Regions from separate parts of the Anas platyrhynchos genome. Here region 2 is linked to region 1. The links are chromatin contacts, called in public Hi-C maps. All regions are on one chromosome and are shown on one strand. The core of a region is the stretch at or near the end of the contact, and the rest is flanking DNA. Distances in the headings are between cores, read along the strand shown. Region 1 holds the start of SCN3B (sodium voltage-gated channel beta subunit 3). Region 2 overlaps LOC101804044.

What was found. Hi-C and Micro-C count contacts between places; a contact is called where the count stands out from the background.
Region 2: a contact with region 1 is called in a Hi-C map of F1 follicle, with 2.2 times the contacts expected there. The contact joins the enhancer-like site here to the promoter of SCN3B in region 1. A contact is called at or near these places in 4 of 8 Hi-C or Micro-C datasets (F1 follicle, liver, skeletal muscle and 1 more).

Annotation. Positions count from the first base shown.
Region 1 is chr25:7,821,141-7,826,700 of IASCAAS_PekinDuck_T2T, forward strand. It overlaps SCN3B (sodium voltage-gated channel beta subunit 3), which reads right to left and starts at 3,111. Exons shown (of 7, transcript XM_038167529.2): 1 at 2,908-3,111; 2 at 2,363-2,551; 3 at 633-796. The coding sequence starts at 2,417.
Region 2 is chr25:7,905,480-7,911,039 of IASCAAS_PekinDuck_T2T, forward strand. LOC101804044 reads right to left here. Exons shown (of 63, transcript XM_072027710.1): 28 at 3,784-3,933; 29 at 3,537-3,640; 30 at 2,824-3,041; 31 at 1,142-1,362; 32 at 806-952; 33 at 1-157. Among named protein-coding and RNA genes, the nearest start is that of C2CD2L, 34 kb to the right of the region's middle. Within about 2 kb of position 3,007, at least 1 of the 8 cell types and tissues checked has an H3K27ac peak or open chromatin away from gene starts, as enhancers often do.

The DNA.
Region 1 (5,560 bases), core at 1,861-4,360:
AATTAAATTCTGTCCTACAGATTTAGCAGAGCCTGATTTAACCTCCAAAGAACAGTTTCAGGGTTAAGAGGTGGCCCAGGAAATAAGACTTGGCCAAGGCAGCCAGGATTCACTCCATACTTTTGTTTCCCTTCTCAATTCCCTCATATATTAGACAATGCATATTAAAGGAAAAGAACTACAATTCTCATTCATGTACATACAGCCCCAAATGTTTGGGCTCACCAACAGATTCCAGCTTTTCCTGACACAGGTACCTGCTGTGTGCAAGCGTGGATAACAGCTAAACAAGGAAAAGACACTTCAGACGCTGCCCAAAAGTGGTGCTGTGGAATATCTGGGCGAAAATGCTACACAAATGGTGCAGACCTGCAGGTTGGAGCTGAATTTAGCTCCAAGCTTGTCCCTCCTCCATGTCATTAAAGCAGCCTGCTAGGCATTTCTACAGACTTTGAATGAAAACGAGGCATAAACCTTTTGTTTGTATTTGGGTCTCTCTTCTTCATCACGGATCCTGTGGCAAGACAAACTCACTCTCCTAGCACCTTTTGGTTTCTCCTACATGCCTTCACTGGACCGTGTTTCACCAGACGACCTAGGAAAGCAAGGGCTCAGCTACCAAACATACATACGGGTTCATCTTTTCCACCCTCCGGCCTGTAGAACCATTCCACCATGGTGCTGGCTGTGACCTCTTCCCTTTTCATGCAGGAGATGCAGAGTAGCTTCATGTGTGTTCCTTGGACAGCCTCTGTCTCTGATGGAACTTCAACACATACTGCAGAACAGAAACCAGCTAGGAGGAGAAGTGAGAAGAAATGTAAGAGAGAAAAAGAGAGGTATCAGTTACCCAATTCTCAGCACTTACGACCCCATCATCCCCCAGTGAAAAACCTTTTGATTCAATACTAGCACCCTCTGACAACAACTAAGTCTCAAATGTCAAATTTTACGAAGCTTCCTTCTCAGAGGCATAAATAATTCATAATAATTAACAGAGGGTGATCACTTCATGCAGATTCACCTCTCCAGCATCTGCCTCGCCACAACTTTAATTTTCCCCCTAGTAATTAATGCTGCTTTAGAGGCACTGTTCATTCTCTCTCGCACATGCTGAGCATGCTCCTGTTTCAGCAGCAATTACAGTGTCTGGTATGAGAGAAAGCCCAGAATTCAAGCATGGAGGAACAGCTCGCTCTTCTTTGTGCTAATTTAAAAGGTCTGGATGTTTTAATCTGGCAATGTATTCAAAACAAAGGGGTAAGATTCTCATTTCGCTTCCTGTTTCTAGGTTTCATAAGCAGTCCAAGGAACCAAGGGGGTTGGACTCGAGTACATCTGGCAGCTGGGGGAGTTATTGATTTTATATGCATTCTTGTTCAAAATGTTTCCAATCAGATTTCTGCTAACACTGGCAACTAGAAAATACTGCTCTCCCAACCAAGACAAAAATCACAATCTGTGAAGCCGAGTACTTGATGTGAAAACGAATGCTTCAGAACAGCATCTCAGACTAAATCCCTGCTGACATTTGTCCCCTGGGCTAAACAATGCTGGGTTACGTCTGTCCAAACCTGTCTCCAAAGCCTAGAGTATAGATGAGTGAAGATGCTGATTTTGCTAGCTGCTCCCTTCCTCCCCAGCCTCTGAGATCCCATTAACCCCCACACTCCTGAGCACTGAATTATCCCGGGACTTATCCTGGGGAACAGCCGGATTCCACTTCTCCCATACTACCAGCTCCGTGGGTAGCAACAGCTTTCCAGGAGAAAGGAAAAAAAAAAAAAAAAACTGGCTCATGCTTTATTCCATTTCAATTAAATATGTACACCCACATCCACACACACGTACACAGAGCTGTAGGTATACGTGCAGATTACATTTAGCTGTATTTGCAAAACCAGCAAACCTTTGCTGGGTTTCAGAGGAAAAACTGGAACTGCAATAAAAGCTACACGTTTCCTCCAGTTTACACAGCCTGCATGGCCAACTAGCACTAACGCACCGCATTTTGGTTTGCACAACCTCTCTAAGGAAACTACATGTTAAATTACATTGCAAATTTGAGAACAAAAGCAAACGGGAAACAGTAAGGAACTTGCATGCATATAAAGCACACGTTTTCTGCAGTAAGCCCACTTAGCGAGAACGCATTTTCTTTGTTCACATTAACTCCATTACGTCCATAGTAACTCTCTAAACGTTATTTCCTTCTCCTCTTGTAAACAAAACTAAAATCCACTCTGAAGGCTGGGCTCCGCGGCAGCCTCAGAGAAACCCTGCTGGGAAAAGGAGCATCCTCCGGGAAAGAAGCAGAGGATTTGGAGGCGAACCCGAGGATGACAAGGAAAGGAGCACCTACCCCAGACCACCAGCACGGCCGAGGACACCCACAGCAGCCGAGGCAGCGCAGCCATTGTCGGGAGCGAGGAGCGGCTCCCAGCAGCTCCCAGTAGATCCCAGCAGCTCCCAGTAGATCCCAGGCTCTGGCAGGAAAACCGGGCTCCTCTCGCCGCCTCGTCCCCGGTGCAACAGGATGCCTGTGGCGAGCCTGGAGGAGAGAGCTCAGGGTGGGAGGATGCTGCTGAGCGCTCCCGGCTCCTCGGGTGGCGCTTTCCCCGCGGGGTGGGACCCACGGCCCGGCGGCAGCACCACGGACAGGGCCGGGGCAGGAGCCAGCAGCAGGTGGCCGCTGCGCCCTCCGGCCACCCCCGCAGCCTCCCCTGGCTGGAAAAAAAGGCTTGTGCCGAGCCCTGCCTAGCCCGGGCGGGGGGCCCGGCTCTCGGCAAGCATGCGCGGCTTGGGTAGAGCCGGAGGGAGGATGTTAGCGACCTATAGCATCACTTATCCGGCCTCCGAAATAAATCCGGATGGAGGGAGGGAGAGAGGGAGGAGGGGGGGAGTTACCCGTGCGAGGTCACCCAAAGGCCTCCGCCTCTAATGAGGTTAATATTAACGTTTGTACGGCTCTGAAGGTCGCAGTTGGAAATACTGGGAAATCCTCTCTCCTCATGTTCCAGTCTGGTTCCCTGGGGGTCGATGCCAGCGGCAGGCTGGGCTTTCTCTTCTTGGCCTGGAGCCACCGCGCCCAGAAGGGCTTCTCCAACTTTGAAGGTCACCGTGGACTGAGAGGGAGAAATGAAGTGCTTGTTAAACGTGCTCCCTCTTTTTAAAGCGTCTGCTCCGACGGCAGCTCAATAAACAGCACAGTCTATTGAATTAAACCTAACCCATCCCATCAGACGACATGTGAGCAACTTCCAGTGCCAAAAGCCAGAAGCAAGTGCTGGACACGGGCAGCGTGCAGACGGTCAGACTCACCCGAACAGAAAAAACTGCAGGCAGCAGAGAGCCCCAGCTCCGAGCCCGTCAGCCGGACGTTTACTCTCAGTAGGGCACAACACTACTGAGGTCCAGACCTGCCTGGTGCTGGGGGCTCGGTGCTGAGGGCACACGCGTGCAATCTGGTCCCTGTGCTGCATAAGCGAAGCAGGCACAGAACAAAGACAGCGAATGCTTTTCCTAGACATCATCTCATCAGGTTCATGGCAACTGCCTCCACAGCACCCGCTAACCCCTCCTGCAACTCCCTTGCATGCTGCATTTCTGCTTTGGCAGAGTGACACGAGGCACGCCAGGGTCCAAGAGGCACCCGCATCTCCCAGGCACCAAACCACAAATGCACAGGAAGAGAACATCAGGTGCACGAAGAGCCATGCAACAAGTCCAGGGAATTCCTAGCTAAGGACATCTTTCCAGCTCCTTGCTCTGCTCCGTTATTACCCCCTGGACACGTTGTGCTCTGCCTGGTTCCAAACCACAGCTGGCTGGGAGCAGTGAAACCTTTGCAGCCCTGAAGTATTACAGCAGCAACTGACCGGTTGTTTTCTCCTGTCGCCCCGTGCTGTGTTCACAGCTCAACAAAAGGAAGGGCAGACAAAGCCATGGGATTTGCTCCTAATTTTTCTGGAACAATCCAGCCTGTGCGTGGCGGATGAGTGCCGATGGAGGGGTTTTTTATAGACACAGGAACTACTGAACAATGTCCGTGGCTATCTCATTTGACAACCACCTGTTTCATGAAGCGGGGTGGAAATCACATCTGTTCTCAGGAAGCCAGGTGCACTGCCAGCAAGCACAGGGCACGGATCAGCAGAGTTGTACTGCGTGTGCTACGGCTGCTCTAGTTACATCTGTCATGGAGAATCCTGCCAGGGACAATAGGGGCTGGAACTGCAGGCTTACGAGGAGGCAGCGGCTCTGTCATTTGGTCAGCAGCCATTAACTGACCCTTCATCATTTTTTCTCCTTTCTTAGCACAGCCCTGCTCTCAGGTGCCTCAGGGCACCAGCAAGAAACAGAAGCCTTTCCTCCTCTAACCCCAGGGACTCCAGAACTCATCTGTCAACCAATTTAAATTACAGTAACAAACGAATATCCTTAATGAGTTTGTCCCTCAGAATCACTCGTGTACAGACCTCAAGCACTGCGCACTACCCATCCTGGTGAGACTGGAGCTCTAATTCCTATTTAAAGGAGACAAACTGTACCCAGAGATGAAAATCTGGTGAAACTGGGTTTGGATTTGGGTGGATTGTAACACAAAAAGTCATAGGCTAGAGACGTACATGGAGACCACACCCTCTCTCACCTGGCTGTGAACTTTATTCCTTCACCTAAAGCGTGCTTAGTATACTACAGACAAAACCAAAGGTAATTCAAAATAAATGCTTTTAGTCAGTCCAGTTTATTAAACTGCTAGAACGTGTTCCTTGGACTTTTTTTTCAGCCATACTGCATGTTTTGAGAATGAAAGGATAAGATACTTTCACTCTTACTGCGATCTGGGCTTAGCTGGGAACCGCTCCAACATCTCCACGTGCCTGTCTTGAGCAGACAAGAAACACTGCCCAGACCTCCTCAGAAAAACCTGCAAATACATGGGATGTCGTACTGCAAGCCTCTTTGAATTTTCCGTGCTGTGAAAGGGGTGGAGAGCACGGATCCTCCACAACCCACCCAAGCCAGGGATGCGCAGCTTCTCCTTCCTGCCCTGATGCTTCCAGAGGGCAGGTTGGGGACAGGGTGCAGGGTCCTCAGCACCACAAAGCCCTCAGCCATTTTGCTGCTGCAGGGGAAATGCTGAAGGGGACTGAACGGTGAGGGAGAAATCTCTCTGCAAGAGGCAGCCCAACTCACCGTGCAGGAGTTGCTATGGCAACCCACCCAGTTAATGCTTCACAGGCAAAAAAAAAAAAAAAAGAAAAAAAAAAAGGAAAAAAAAGGCTGGCACTTTTGCACAGGCACAACAAGACGAGGAGATAAAAATAAATTCAGCACCCCTGCCCCCACTAATCCTTCACTCTTATGGTCTCCGAGCCAGGCTACAGGAGTGGGAACACAAAACCTGCATCTCTGGGCTCCGTGTGACAGCCATCACGGCAGCTCCCTCTCCCACCGCAGTCACATCAGCTCCCGTCAGTGCACATCTCTTCGCCGTGCAGCTACACATCAGCAAAGCTCGTTCCTTGCACAGCCTCTCCTGTCTGGCAGGAGCCAA
Region 2 (5,560 bases), core at 1,757-4,256, 84 kb after region 1:
TTGTTCAAGGTCCCGACCGGGCAGGCAACTGGGAAGGGAGTTCCCTCTGGACAATAGTGCCCAGGTGGGCAGGGACCGCTGAGGGGGAACCCAGGAGTCCCGTGTGGAACAGCATCCGTGGCTCCCCCCTCACAGTAGTACCCAGCTGAACACAGACCTGCCATGGGAGAACAGAGGGAGTAGCTGTGGCACTGTGGCATCCTCAAAACCTCAGAAGTCGGCAGATAAATCAGAGGAGAGAAGTTGAAGCCCCTCGTTGTCCTGTGTAATCATGCTGCTGATGCTCTGCACTGTTCACCTTTGTTTCATCTCCTCTTTTCCCCACCACCTATGCCATCTATCACTTCCTTTCTTTACTTGTACTGACCTCAACTGGTGTTTTTTTATTATCTAAATTCTCTAACTTCTTCCTCAGATTTTGTTTCCTGTGAAAAGAGTTCTGCCTTTCTTCTCTTCGTGTGTCCCACCTTTGCATTTTGGCCCAGTGACAACAAACAAGAAAGTGGTGGGGGAGGGAGGAGTGGTATTTAGGACAGAAGGGAGACCTGTAAAAACATTACAAACAAGGAAAGAGGGAAAGCAGAGAAAAACTGAGGGACAGTAAGGAAAGTAATGCAGGAGGAGACCGAACACCCAGAACAAATGCTCAATTAAAAGAATGAAACAGAGAAATGCCTGATAGGAACAGGCAGGATATGAGAGCACCCTCCACTACTACCTCTATTCTCTGAGATATGATTTCTACTTCCCTGGATTCCTTCAGCCCTGAATCTGTGACCCCCCTGGTGCTATTAATCAGACTCACCATCAGGTTCCCAGTTAGCATCTCCTCTGCAGTACCTCCCCACAGGACACAGCTTACAGGCAGCGAGGGCCAGGGCCCCCTCCAAGGCGTTCAGTGTCCCCTCGGGGCAGGGCAGGGGAGCAGCAGTCCCCGCTGGACAATAGTAACCTGTGCATGGAGAGGTGAATGAAAACTGCTCAGAAAAGAAAGGAGCAAGTGGGAATGCTGACCTTGCTCTGGTTATTGGCAAATATGGCATTCCCTGGGGTGAACCACTGCTATGGGCAGGCAGAAAGAGGTGTGTGTGATTGTTCTGATTGCATGAGAAGGGTTTTGCTGCACTCGTGTGCTGCTTACCTCTGGGGCAGCTGAGTGGCTCCACGGTGGCAGCACTGCTGCAGGCCATCCCAGCTGGGCAGGGGAGGCAGACACTCGCCCCAGGCATAGGGCTGAACGAGCCAGGCTCACAGGGCAGCTCTACCCCAGTGCCAGCAGGACAGTAGAAGCCACTGGGACATCTGTATCCATGAACCCCATCCGAAGGGCAGGGAGCAGAGCTTCCTTCCAGGCAAACGTACCTACAAGGAGAGAATTCAGTCCTGAAACACCAGGCTCACAGCCCTGCTCATAGATCACAGCTGTGGGAGGCACTAACCAAAATCCAAGGGTCTGCAATGCTAAGAAACATCCCTTTAAAAATACATTTTATTTCAGTTTGGCTAACAACTGTTCCTCCCCTACCCCAACCCTGCAGCTGTAATTTACTGCCCACCTGAAAAGCCTAGTAAAAAGGTTTTGTTTGGTTGGTTGGTTTTGGTTTTCTTTCTAAGCTGTCTGGAAAGTCTTCTCATTCTGGAAGAAAAAGACTTTAACAATTAAGGTTTCTATTTTATTTCAAAACACAGGGCCCAAGTATTCAGTTCGCACTGTTTTTCCTTTGTCTCCTTTTATCTTTGATCTTCTTGTAGGTCTCTGCCTTGATGTCATCTATTTCTGCATTGACTCTTCCCTTTACCACTCCTCTGCCACATACTCACAATAAGTAAAGATGAGGAAATATTTAAAAAATATTATGGCTTCCAGAAGCTAAGCTACAAGAAAATGAGAGCCATGGTCCTACTGTATGCTGCAGATGCAGTTTCTAAAGAAGAAACAATTCCTAGCCCTTAAGACAATGACTGAGTGTAAAAGGAACAGCGTTAAGCAGAACAGCAGAGCTGCCTGTCATCTGTTTCCCCACAAGCAAGACCCACTTCTTCCTGAAGTTAAAGGAATTCCTATGAAGGTTTAACATTTAACCAGGATGTGGTAAACACCTCTTTTTCCCAGGAAGTTTGGTCCTGTGACTATTATTTCAGTTCTTCCAAATGTAGCCCTTTAACTTTAGGAAGTTACTTCTAATCTGAGTTTAGTTTCAGCTTCTAGCCAGATTAAAACTGCGTTATGATTTTCTCTAGTAGATCGAAGGGCTGTCTGCTATCACAAATCTTTCCCTACTAAATCCTGTTACACCACGCTGAAATCACTTCTAAGCTGCTCTTTCGCAGATTAAATGAACCGAGCTTCTGCAGCCTCCTGCTCCAAGGCGTACTGGTGAGATGGACAAATGCTAACAGCACTTTTCTGCTTGCCTTACGCAGGCCAGGACTGCTGGCTTGCCAGTGGTTATTGCACCACCTCGTGGGAAAGGAGATAAAACACAGAACAGGGAAAAGGATGCCCAGCTCAAATGCTCACCAAGTGTAATTTTGAGGCTAAATAATGGGTTTGTAATAAACTGAACCTATGGGAAAAACAGTAAAAGACCATGTATAAGGCTGGGACAGAATGTGAGGCAAACGTAGAGGGAGAAGGAATAGCTTTGAGGCCATTCAGTGAGATCACAAGCAGATGCTGTATGGCCAACCTGGAGGGTTAAAAACAAAGTCTTTGCAGTTAATTAATCTTGAGTATAAATATTTGCACACAAGAGACTGCTTTATCCTACAGTAATGCCATCAGCTGCATTTTCCCACTAACAAGTGACTTTCTCACCGCACCCTGCATTACACAGCGACGTCTGAGCCAGATCAAACAATCCTGCCCCACTGCAATACCGTCCTGCTGGGCAGGGCTGGCACTGCTCTTCTGCCTCCAGGCCTGGGACAGCAGAGAAGGATCCAGGAGGACAGGGCAGGGGATACCCTGTACCACTGGGGCAGAAATGCCCGACAGGACAGATGTCATTACCAGGCACACTTAGGCCAGCAGATTCTACCTGTGTAAGAAAAAAAAGAGAAAACAGAGAAAGAAAGGAAAAATATTATTGAAACTAAAATTGGCACCAAATACTACAGAGATAGGTTCTGGAAAGGTTATGTATGAGCTGAGTCTTGCAAGATTTCTGCCACTGAAACTTCATGAAGACACAGCTGGCATAAAAAGGTCACTGGAAGTGTTGGCTGCTGAGCCATGGCTATCTGATCACTGATGCCATCGTTTGGAAGAGACCTTTGCACACTGCAGTACAATCTACAGAAATGGAGATCTGGCCAGAAGTTGTTAGCAGGCAGCTCCATGTTCCAGCAGATGATAAGAGCAGAACATTAGGCGACCTGGGGAGCTCTCAAGGGCAGCAGTAGCAGGCAAGAGTAACTCTATAGAGAGCAGTAATACTTGGAAAACATTACACTAGAAGCTATAAGATTGTGACAGTCCAGTCCTTGTCCCCAGGAAGCTAGGCTTACTGTGCTGCTGCCCAGCACTCACTCACCCTGTGTTTGAAGGGCGCTGGGCTGGTGGCTCCGCTGGCACAGTGATAACCTGAGTAGCAAAATCCAGAAGGCTGGGACAGACCTGGTGCTGAGCAATACATGCCTAAAATGAACAGAAAAGCAATCTCCATGAGATGGCCTGCACAGAAGACTGGTGGAGGAGTCAGTAACATGAAGGGAGAAGACACAATTTCCTGAACTATTCCATGTATTCCCCTGAGTTTCTCTTGCCACGTCCCTGCTTACCTGCTGGGCAGGGCTCACAGTCAGAGCTGCTAGTGGCACCAGCCCTGGGGCCAAAAGTTCCCTTCGGACACGGATGCTGTGCACTGAAGTTGGTACCTGGCAGACAGAAGTACCCAGCAGGGCACAGCTCAGGAGTATGTGCTCCAGAACCTACGACACAAAGGAGAGCATCTTGCTCAGGAAATATTACTAGACATGACAGGCAATGTCATTCTCTATCAACATATTCAGTCTTCCTCCTCCTATCTTAGTACAGGACATGGGATTCATCATGTGTATTCTGATGCAGTTGTTCAGATTCCTGTTGCGGTAATTGGAGAGAAACAGCACTTACAGAGGAACTGCGCTTCAAGTGCGATTCATCTCACCCTAAGGCAGACATCTAAAATAAGAAGGATGAATTGCACCCCAGATGTGCCTCTTTCTTTCCACTGACTACAGAGGGAGGACAAAAATCTAGCTCAGATTCAGATGTCTACAAAGGAGCGGTCTTAAGTTTTATTAGAGTAATCCCATCCAGGGGGTAGAACCATGCCCATGCAGTTATATTTCTTGTGTTCCTTGTTGCATGCTTGAGCTGCCAGACAGGAATAGCTTCATTGTATTTTCCTGGGCACTGAGTTTCTCTCCCCGCAGAGAGAAGGATTTGGCTTCAGCTTACTCTTTCAACGACAGCCTCAGAGTCTTAGAAATCTGTTTTGGCTTCCGTCCTTGGCAGAATCTGATGCATCTGCCTGCCCAGTCCAATCCACGTAACACTTAGCAGAACCTTAACAGAAGTAAGGAAGCTACAGCACTCAAAATCCTTTTTGTCCCACTAAGTCTCACAGAAAGACTCGGCCCTTAGTGACATGGGATCCCTTTTTATCACAACACACAGCTCCCTCGCATTTGTTAGGCTGTTCACAGGCAGAGTTTGTGCAAGTCCTTCCTCTCTCCTGTAACTGGTAGATCCTGTTGCCGCATGGCACAGGAAAGGCAGATGTGGGGGGGCAATAAAAGTCACATAGGCAGCAGTAGGGAATGGGATTAATAGCCAGGTGGACAGTATCAGCCCACAGAACACGGTTGTTTGGAAGTGATTTTTCCCAGTCCTACAACCAGAAAAGCAAAGTCTTTAACCATCCTTTACTGATCGAAGACAACAGGAAACCTTCATCTCTTGAGAGAACAAGCTCCTTCAGCATACACCCTTAACAGGCATCAGAAAGCAAGAATTCTCTGAAGTTCAGCCTCAGACAAAGAACATCTTAGCAGACAGGAAAGTCAATTCTGATTTATATGCCTGCAGGAAATTATATGCCTGCAGGAAACATGGGCTTCCAGTTAAAATGCTCAATCTTAATTTTGCAAATCTCAGTTGTGGTTCCAGCTCTGCTATAAACTTGTGTAAGCTCGGTCAAGCCATTTCCTCTCTATCGCTTCTGTTTCCTACCTGAAAAAGGAAAAGCCTCTTTGCCTCATGGAAGGGGCAGGTGAACTTAAACTACCAGAGTGACCTCCAATAAACATATTGCACAGACAGATTGGGAGAACCTCTGAGAAGGAGCAGCTGTCTCAGAGCAGAGCCCCTGGCTGCTAGCCAGTACCAAGGACCTGCCTGCCTGGTTATTTTCTTTCCCTGAGGGGATGACTATATATAAGGCATCTAGAAAGGGTGTCTGAGCCAAGGAACAAAGAAGGTATAAAGAAGGAACAAAGAAGGTCTGGGTAACCTGAGACTGCTGCAGAGAACCCAACAGAAACGTTGGAAGAGAAATGGTTTAGGGCATTTATA